Regions from separate parts of the Callithrix jacchus genome. Here region 1 is linked to region 2. The links are chromatin contacts, called in public Hi-C maps. All regions are on one chromosome and are shown on one strand. Each heading gives the region's core, a stretch centred on a gene start, on an enhancer-like site or on the middle of the called end of the contact. The rest is flanking DNA. Distances are from core to core; before and after follow the strand shown.

Region 1 (5,022 bases), core at 1,260-3,759, 270 kb after region 2:
CAGTTTTGTGCTTGCTTGTAATACATGTTTCACAAATGTCTGTTTGAGTGGCAGAATTTGACCTCAGACTTACTTTTATTGTAACCTGCTAACACGGTTGTGGAGAAATAGCTAACTCTCATCCACATTAAACTTGGTTAGTCTTTTACCCACAAAACCCTGAGCTGCGCATGACCAAATTGTCTTTGATCAGTTGGCTGTGTTTTTAACCCTTCCACTTCCTATAAAGCACCCTATGACAGCCTGCCTGCATGCTACTTCCCTCTTTTACTGTGAGTACCCAAATTCTGTAACTTCAGGAAGACTTCCAGATGCCAGTTAGATCCTAATCCCTCTCAATTCCAATAGTGTTCAATCTATGTCACTTACTGCACTTCAAAATTTGTCTTGTGTCTTTGTGATCCACTTTCTAGCACTTCGTAGATTTTCTTGAGTGGAATCATATGCAGGCCATACTTTTCATTCCTCAAACTATGTAGTCTAGTGCTTTGCTTACAGGGCAGGTAAATAAGAATTAAATGAATAATGGAATATGCTCAAATCACTCTTGGTGTTGGAAGAAGGAGCGTTCACTCTTTCGTGCTAGTTACCGAGTGCTTACTCTGTGCTCAGCATTTTTCTAGGTCCTGGGATGGAAGCAATCAATACAACAAAGTCTCTGCCTTCAGAGAACTTATATTTTAATGGAGAAGACAAAATATATAATGGTAAACAGTGACAAAGGCTATGAAGAAAGAACATTTATAAGACAGCAGAGTGGCACAGGAGTGTGACTTCAGATGGGGTAGGCAGGGTTAATAAGTAGGAACCTTGAAGGCTGTGATGACTGGATTTTTACGAGTGTGATGGAAAAGCTACCAGGTCCTTGCTTTGAATACCTTGTCAGTAGGCCCATAGGATAATTACTTATTTCTTGGGTCTTGTGGCAGACTCCTGACTGTCCTCCAATATTCACCCTCCCCTTCCTGAGTAACAGGGTGGCTGGAGTTTGTGTATGCACATAGCCATACACCTAAGATGACATACTCAATTCTCTTGCAGCTAGCTCAGACCATGTAGCTATGTCCTGGAGAAGAGCAAAAGTAATGTGTACCTCTTGTAGATCATGCTCTTAAAAGAAGTGGTCACGGTCTCCCCTTGTCCCTGTCTTTTTTTGTCCCTCTTTTTTTTTTTTTTTTGAGCCAGGGTCTTGCCATGTTGCTCAGTCTGATCTTGAACTCCTGGCCTCGTAATCCTCCCGCCTGTCTCTGGAGTAGCTGGGATTACAGGCATGAGCTACAGTGCTGGCTGTTTATTCCTTAGATGGTTTGGATACAGATATGCTGGCAAGAACTAAAGCAGCCATCTTGGGCTATGAGAGGGAATCCACACGTTCCTGAGGAGAGCAGAACAACCAACAGAGAAGTTGAGAGAGGAGTCAGCCTATCAGCTCCAGCATGCTTATTTATGCTCTGTTAACAAAAAGCTTCTATCTTGTATATATTATATTTTGGGCTTTGTTACAGAAGAAGAAATCTGTACCTAATTTGGAGGCATATTGGAGAAGCAGTATCTTATCCACAAGGAAGTTAATTACGTAAGTATGGACTACTTATGGTATAACTCCAACAACTCAAAAAGCTAAGGTAGTTTCATAGCAAGGCATGATGGTATTTTCTTAGAAAAAAAAAAAACAAAACAAAACAAAAACGTTGGACCCAGTTATTCAGTCTCACCTCTGCCATTTACCAACAGTAAGAACTTGAGGCTGGGCATGGTGGCTCAGGCCTGTAATCCCAGCAATCTGGGAGACCGAAGCAGGCACATCACCTGAGGTCGGGAGTTCGAGACCAGCCTGGCCAACATGGTGAAATTCCATCTCTATTAAAAATACAAAAACTAGCGGGGCATGGTGGTGGGCGCCTGTAATCCCAGCTACTCAAGAGGCTGAGGTAGGAGAATTGCTTGAACCTGGGAGGAGGTTGCAGTGAGCTGAGATCAGGCCATTGCCCTCCAGTCTTTGCAACAAGAGCAAAACTCCGCCTCAAAGGAGAAAAAAAAACAGGAAAACAAAACAAAAAGGCAAACCAACAAAAATTTATCAATAACTTCTTTCCATGATTTCTGACTGAAAAGAAGGGGACAGGCTAAACCACTGAGGAGGTCCCTCCTAAATCTAACAACTAATTTCTGATGGTACAGGATTTCACATTGTCAGAGATCACTGGAACTAAATTAAAAATCTAGGCAGGGCACGGTGGCTCAGACCTGTAATCCAGCACTTTGGGAGGTCAAGGCAGGATTGTTTGGGGCTGGTTTGACACAACCTGGGCAACATACCAAGACCCCACCTCTTTTTAAAAAGAAATTCTAAATAATATGAAAGGAATGTAAAATTTACCATTCTGTAACATTCATTGGGAAGCCTGTCCCAAATCTTTCCTTCACCGGAATTCTTTTAACATACTCCTTACTGAAAATTTGGCAGGAATGGTCAAGTGGCCCTCTTGGCACCCTGTCCCCTCAACCTTCACTCTAAACACATGGTCCTGAATGCCAACAGTGTGTTAACATGCTCCTAAGAGGCAAAAGGAAACGGAATTTTACTAACAAAAGCATGGTCAGACAAGTAAGGTACTATTCGTGGAAGGACAACATATTTCAGGTCTTTCTGACCTACCTAAAAATAACTAACCTATGTTGCAGCCTCTCTGATAAACGCAGGGTCAGAGCTGTTTTTAGGTTGCCCTCAGCTTCACCGAGTCCTCTTAGCGCAGCTTAGAATGAAGCTAACCAGAGGAGTCCTGCTCTCTCTCTCTTTCGGATTATACAAAGCTGGCTTTTTGGAAAATATCTAACTCTTCCAGCCTATCACCAGGAAATTATTTTACAGCAATAAACAAAGTTATAATTCAACATTAAAAAATAAAGTCTCCTATACCTAACCTTTTTGGTGGAAATAAAAAGCCTGAATTGTCAACACAGTCAAATCTCTCAAATGTGTAAACTCTATTAATTACAAATTTTCAAAAGTATATATCAATATAAAATAATGAGATGGAATATCTTTAGTGAAGCTCTAACATATTTAAACTTAACAAGGTAACAAGATCTATAAAAATATCTGTACTGCTCAGTGCTCAAAGTCTGTACGTATTTGCGTCCTATGAACTGACACAATTTATCAAGACTACAAAACAGTTAATCTCTACATTCACTTTATTTAGAATGATCAGACTTGAATGTATAAAACTCAAGGTACATTTTTCAAGATTTAAAATACAAGGCATGTAAGCATTAATAATGTGCTCACTATCACACTATGTGCCCACAGAGGCCCCGATCCTATTGTCTCCTCTCAACCACCCTGTGAATTAGGTATGATCCTCATTTCAATGAGACTATCAAGCAACTTTTAAGTGAAAAAGATGGGCTGATTAAAAAATAAATTTTAAAAAATTATTTAATATAGTAGCTTAACAAGAGTAGTAAGTCAAAATTGGCTACTGGGCATGCTGTTAGCAAACTTAGTGTTTAAACCCAAAAACAATTAACCTATGTAGCAACCTCTCTGATGAATACTTGGCCTTGTAACTTGGCTTCTTTAACTAGTGTAGGCCCTTTTTCTCCATAAGTGTTTATTGCTTCTATTAGACTGTGATTTCATTGCAGGCAGACCAGGGACTAAATTTTCTAACCTTTTGAACTAGACTGCTGAACACTATTTTGTAAATGGTAGGTACTCAACAGACTTATTTTTTTAGTAAATCTGAAAACCAAAATGACACTTAAAGGTTCAGAGTATAAAAAAAAGTTCTCACTTAAAATAACATACACCAAAAGAATATGAAAATATTGATTTATTACCAACAAAACAATTTCCCACAGTTTTTTTCAATTACATACACACACGCACACACAACAGCAGAATGAAATTACATTTTTCACATCTAAAGGTTTATGCCCCAAAGAAAACAAGCGTGTGTCCAAAAGACAATTAGAAAACAGTAAGAAATCTTTCCTTTTACTTTGAGTATGAAAATCCTTTTAACAGAGACTCTTCCCAGGCAAAACAATGACAATTTGGCATCCAAAATGCTTGTCACCTTAAGGTTTTAAATATCATTGTATTCACCAAATCGAGTTTTTACTAGAAGTTTTTACAATTTTTATGTAATTAAAAATCAACTTTAGCAGAAAATAAAGTTTTAAGTGGCTGAGACTATGTGCTACATAATTTATTCTTCACAGCTCAAAATTCAACATAAAACCAATATTAATTTTGTCCAGTAGAGAAATTAAATGTTTACAAACAAAATATGGAATAATTGCTGGCCTATGCAAACTGAAATGTAATTGACCATTTGATTTTCAAACATGCTTACTCTTCACACTTCTTTTTCACATTGATGCTCATTTTGCAGAAATAAGATGACTGGTAGTAATTAAGACAATAAACTACACCAAGCACATTTTAGTAAAAGTATTTTCGTGGAAAACAAAGTAATTAACAAAAGCATTTGGTAATATCCATTTACTAATATGTTACCAAGTTCTTCAATGTTTACATGACTTGCTCAAATTAGTAAAAATGTCATTTTATCCTAGGTTATATTCTTTCTGTGGCAAAAAGAAAAAGTAAAAAAAAAAATATTTAAAAAAATTTTCGTACTTCATGCATTGGAGTTAGTTTAAGATGGGAAGGCTCTTAACATTTTATAAAGAAGACAATACCTTTTTAAAAAAAAAATGTCTAAATGAGAGGACATAAACTTATGGTTCATTATTTTTTGACCTAATAAGACTATAAACTAAAATGGCTACTTAACAATGTGCAAAACTCAAAGTGAATGCAATTCTTCAATTTATTCAGGCAAGCAAGCCAAAAAAAAATTGTCATTACTGGCACAGTCCAATCCACTGTTCAAAGACATGACCTTGGACTGTCCATTTTCTTACAAAATTTATTTTTTAAAAGAAGAGAATTTGTTTGGCTCTATTAATTAGCATAACTTAGAGATAAACAAATGATTTTCCCATTTA
Region 2 (4,768 bases), core at 1,415-3,914:
TCGTGACACATAGATTCAAACAAAGCACTAGAGCCCCAGCAACACATGTACGGGTTAAAAGAAAGATTGCATATTCTAGTATTTCAAGTATTACAGTCTTTTCTAATTCTTTTGGCAGTTTAGCACCTTCAAGTTCATTTTGTCCTACATTCTATGTCCTGCTTGCTGACCTTGTTCTGTGCTGCTGTGTGGTGGCCTTGGCTGCTACTGGGGCTCCTGGGCCTGAACAGCCAGAGCACCATATTGTATTTCCTTACAGCTGGCGTATATCGGATACCTGATGCTTTTCAACTATATCGTGTTAGTGAAGATGGAACGCTGGCCGTCCACCCAGGAATGGATCGTCATCTCCTATATTTTCACCCTGGGAATAGAAAAGATGAGAGAGGTAATGGCTTTTATAAAAGAAAACATAAGAGAAGGACAGTGGTTAAAAGTTCTATCTGTGGACAGAGGGGCAGGAAGATGCCTGAGATGCACATTAAGCTGGAAGCTGTTTTCTCTAAAGCTACCACAGCTGCTGATTTGCTCCTCTGACCAACCTGGGGAGGCTTCACAGTGTGGTCGTGATATGGGTGTCACGCCGAGTGCTTAGGATTTAGTCTGTTCTCTGCTAACATAGCTTTTGTCCAAGAAGGCCTCCAATTGTTTTTGATGCTGTTTACACCTATCTTTACTTATCCCTAAATACATGACTTTCTAGATGTTGCCACTTTTAACTTCCCTTTTAACCCCTTACTCTGGGTGTCTTTGGACACAGCCTGTGCATACCTGTGAGTCTCCAGATGTGTTTCAGCTGCTCTAGGAGGAACTCTGCTTTCACTCATTCATTTGCCTTATTCTCTGGTTTTTTTTCTTCTCAATGTTCCGCTCGCAACTTATGGGCACCAGACACTCCACCAGCCGTAGGGACCACCAAGATGAACTAAACGCAGGTCCTTCAAGTTGTGGGCGAGGGGTCCCTCTTTTCTCCCCCCATTCCTATGGCCTAATAGGAGCCTTCAAAATGCCACCTCTAAATGGTTTATTTGAAATCAGAGGTAACCCGGGGCCCATCAGATTCAGAGCTGCTAAAAAGAATGTGATCAGGCGAAAGTCCACAAGAGGGCTCTGCAGCCCTGCTCAATGTTCACCACGAGCGTCTGTTCCACCAGGTACAACCCTTAGGGAAGGCAGGCTTAGGAGGCAGTGCCGATTTCTCTGCGTTTTTCCTGAAATGACAGTAGGCAAGATAGGCCCTTTCTGGAGGAAATGCTCCCAGTCAAGTCCACTGCGTCTTTAAGAGCTCGGGAACAACTCTAATTGCTGTACGACAGTGAGTGGGAGAACATATTGGGTACCATAGGAAAAAAGGACTCCTACAAATCCACACCTTCACTCTTGCCTTCAATTCAAAGACAGGTTAAAAGGCAAGGTTTCAGCTCTAGAATGTTCTCTTCCAGAGAAAGTTAGATGCAGTTGTATGGAAGTCATAAAAAATGTTTTATGTCTATTTTAAGCCCTTCTCTTGGGTTTGTAAACTATTTGGGGGATATTTTAACTCCAACTAGCATCTCCCCATCCTGAGAACTTAGGAGTGGGTATGCCAGTCCCATTTGACAAGAGCCTGGATCTTTTTTTTTTTCTTTTTTCAAAAAAAAAAATGGAATGCCTTGCCTTGTTCCAGCTAGTTGTCTATACTTCGGTCTTCCCATTCATGGTGCCTTTTCTTCTTGACCAATGTTGTGGATTTCCCATTTGCAAACTGAAAAACACTAATAAATTTGCTTTGGTCTTTGTGCAGCTCTCTGAGAACTGAGGCCCGCTCCTGCTGAGGCCCTGTGGCTGTGTTGTGCCAGCTGGTGCCTGCGCTATTTAACGCCTAGATGCATATTCCTTCCCCAGGATAAGCAGAAAAGGGAAGGACTCGAGCAGGGAGATTGGAGTCTCTCCAGGGACCAGACTGGGAGAAGACAGGGAGCAGTCTGTACTCCACGGACTGTTCTGGCAGAGGCTGCCAAACAGGCAGGCTGCCAGGAGCCTCCAGGCCTGGATATCCATTTCCCCTAAGGAGGCATAGAATAGCAGGGAGGGCAGGGCTTTGGAGGCCGGGGTCAGGAAGGGGTCAACCAAAGAGTCCTCGCTTCCTGTGGGGAGTGAGGCGGTGACCACTTCAGAGTCTGACCTTTTCCTTTGCGGCCCAGTGAGGTAGTGCCCCACCCCCCATGTCCCGTCCTCAACTCACTCAAGAGGTGCTTGATGACCAATGGGTGAGGACCCCACAAACCACGGCCTTCCTGCCTCCTCACAGTCAGCACGCAGGACCTCCAGGGCTCAGACGCAAGTCCTGGGAACATGGAAAAGTTTGCATGCTTTGGTGCCTTCCCAGGGATACACAAGGAAAGCTTTGTGGTTTCCCATGATGTCCCCATTCCCAGCCCCACATACTTCTGCCTGGAGTCACCAAAGCCAGCCCTGGTAATCCCTTAATAGCATGGCACTGTTTACAGCGTGCGTGGGTAGACATTATCTCATCTGGATCCTCCTCCCCACAACTCTGTGAGGTCGATAGCATGACTATGAGAACATCCCACTGTACAGGTCTGGGAACTGAGACTCGGGAATTAAGAAATTTCCCCGTATTCCACAGCTAGAAAGGACGACTGAGCATGAAACCTGACAGATCCATCCCTAAACTCACTGTTCCTTCTCCTCCCCCATGATACTCCTCAGGCTTTCAGGGTTTGAAGACAGGTGCCTGAGGGCCGGTTTGAGAGGTAGAGGAGGCAGGGGGGACTCTATCCACCTCTGCTTCACCCCAGACTGCTCTGCTCTCTTTTTTTAATGTTGGGACTTTACAAAAAAAGAAAAAAGCTTCACTTTTTAAAAATTATATTACAAACCTCTGTGTTTAGCAGTTTTAGGAAAGTGTGCGCAAAGGGTTGAAAAGCTCAAGGCGTTGCCCATCAACCCCCTCTTCCCAGCTACATACACGGATTTTTGCTCTGTTAAGATGCAGCCAGGGAGTGAGAGGACAGCAGCAGCTGCAGAGATTGCTGATGAGTACAGACAGTGGTTCTCAAACTGTGGCCACCAGCAGGAGCTGGGAACTTGTTAGAAACGTCAATTCTCCACCCCACCCCCGGATTACAGAAGCAGAAACTTTTACCTAGCCCTCCAAGTGATTCCGATTTGCACTAAATTTTAGATCCCCTGGACTAGAGCTTAGGGCGGGACACCGCCTATAAAAAATAGGATTAGCAGGTAGGTCCTGATACCCTGCTCAGCTTCCAAGCCCCAGCCCTGACTTCCTAAAACCTGTCTTCCTTACTATTTCAGATTAAGGCAAACCATCATAGTGGACATGAGGATTCACACAAATAGCTGGAGATAGACCTGCCTCCAGTCTTTTCTCTCCTCTCCTTTGAGAGGTTCTCAGGTGGGGAAAGGGGTTGGTCATGGTTTGAAGTGATGGAATCCTCAGAGGTAAACACGAGCCCTTGAGGAAGGTGACCCTGGTGCACAGCTTCACTAAGTGGGGTTCCCTGGCTTCTCATGTCCTGGGCAGTCTGTGGTGCAGGATGGGTGCAACGCCTGCTGTCCAGCTGTGCATTTCATAGACCCATGTGTGGTAGCCCCTCTAGGTTTAAGTTAAGGCAAGAGTCCCATGAAGGAGTTAGGATATGCAATGGACTGGAAAATTGCTGTTAGTGCCTGCGTGATAGTCAGTCTATTGACAAATATGTAACAGACCTGGGGTACAAAGGGTCTGCCCTCAGAGTTTCAGTCTAGGAAAGATGGATGAATAGATGATTCATAGATGATAGGTAGGTAGACAGACACACATACTCATACACACATACATATACAAGCATACAGAAGGTGATTTCATATAGTGATGAAAACTTCAAAAAATTAAATAGGGTACTGGAAAGTGACTTGGGGACATGAAGGCTGCTGCAGCTAACGTAGTCAAGAAAGGCCTTCCTAAAAGGGGACATTTGATTGGAGACCTTGAGGATGAAGAGTAGCCAAATAGAGATCTGGGAGAAGAAAGTGCTGAACAGAAGGAATAAGTACAAGCATTCTGAATATCTAATAAACTTTGTTATGCTTAAGAGCTGGCCAGTATGGCTACAGGGTAGAGAATAAGGGAGAATATGATGGGATGTGAAATGAGGCCACCATAAGGAGTTTGGATTTTTCGCTATTTGTAAGGAAGTCATTAGAAAGCTTAGGTATACTATTGAAATAATTTTCTTTGGTTTCTGTTGTTCATTTGTCTCATAAGTTTCTCAATTGAGGTATAATTTATAACTAAGTTAACACAACTCATAACGGTACAGCTTGAGGAGTTTTTACCTATGCTTAAAACCTGGTAATCACCAGCCAAATCTTTAAAGATCCAGGTTTTGAAGATCATTCCTTGTGCTGCTCAGAGAAGGGGTTGAGGGTAAGTGGGCAATGACGATGGCAAGGATACCAGTTAGAGGGCTGCTGCAATCTGCAAGATATGTCGGGCATTAGAATAGGGCAGCAGCAGTGGAGGTGGTGAGTGGTTGGCTAGGTTGCGTTTAGAAACAGAGGTGATAGGACTTGGTGCAGAGGATGTGGGATGTGAAAGAGAAAAATGGAGGAGTCCTCCCAAGTGAGCAGCCTGAGGAACTCAGTATGTTGTCACTGTTTACAGAGATGAGGGAAGACTTCAGAGGTGTGTGGCACACTGGGATTGAATAATTTTATAGCAAAACTCTTGTGTGTGTCTTAAAATTTTACAGCCACCCAAAGA

Evidence for each region. Hi-C and Micro-C count contacts between places; a contact is called where the count stands out from the background.
Region 1: a Hi-C map of skeletal muscle shows a contact between it and region 2, with 5 times the contacts expected there. The contact joins two enhancer-like sites. A contact is called at or near these places in 2 of 3 Hi-C or Micro-C datasets (both in skeletal muscle).

The regions. Positions count from the first base shown.
Region 1 is chr1:94,529,667-94,534,688 of calJac240_pri, forward strand. The region is part of intron 24 of SMC5 (structural maintenance of chromosomes 5); the gene reads right to left. Among named protein-coding and RNA genes, the nearest start is that of KLF9, 72 kb to the left of the region's middle. Within about 2 kb of position 2,510, at least 3 of the 16 cell types and tissues checked have an H3K27ac peak or open chromatin away from gene starts, as enhancers often do. A contact at or near this core is called in skeletal muscle, where this site is marked.
Region 2 is chr1:94,262,302-94,267,069 of calJac240_pri, forward strand. It overlaps TRPM3 (transient receptor potential cation channel subfamily M member 3), which reads left to right. Exons shown (of 26, transcript XM_035264315.3): 19 at 260-388. LOC144581785 (a long non-coding RNA gene) reads right to left here. Exons shown (of 3, transcript XR_013533018.1): 3 at 1-364. Among named protein-coding and RNA genes, the nearest start is that of KLF9, 200 kb to the right of the region's middle. Within about 2 kb of position 2,665, at least 6 of the 16 cell types and tissues checked have an H3K27ac peak or open chromatin away from gene starts, as enhancers often do. A contact at or near this core is called in skeletal muscle, where this site is marked.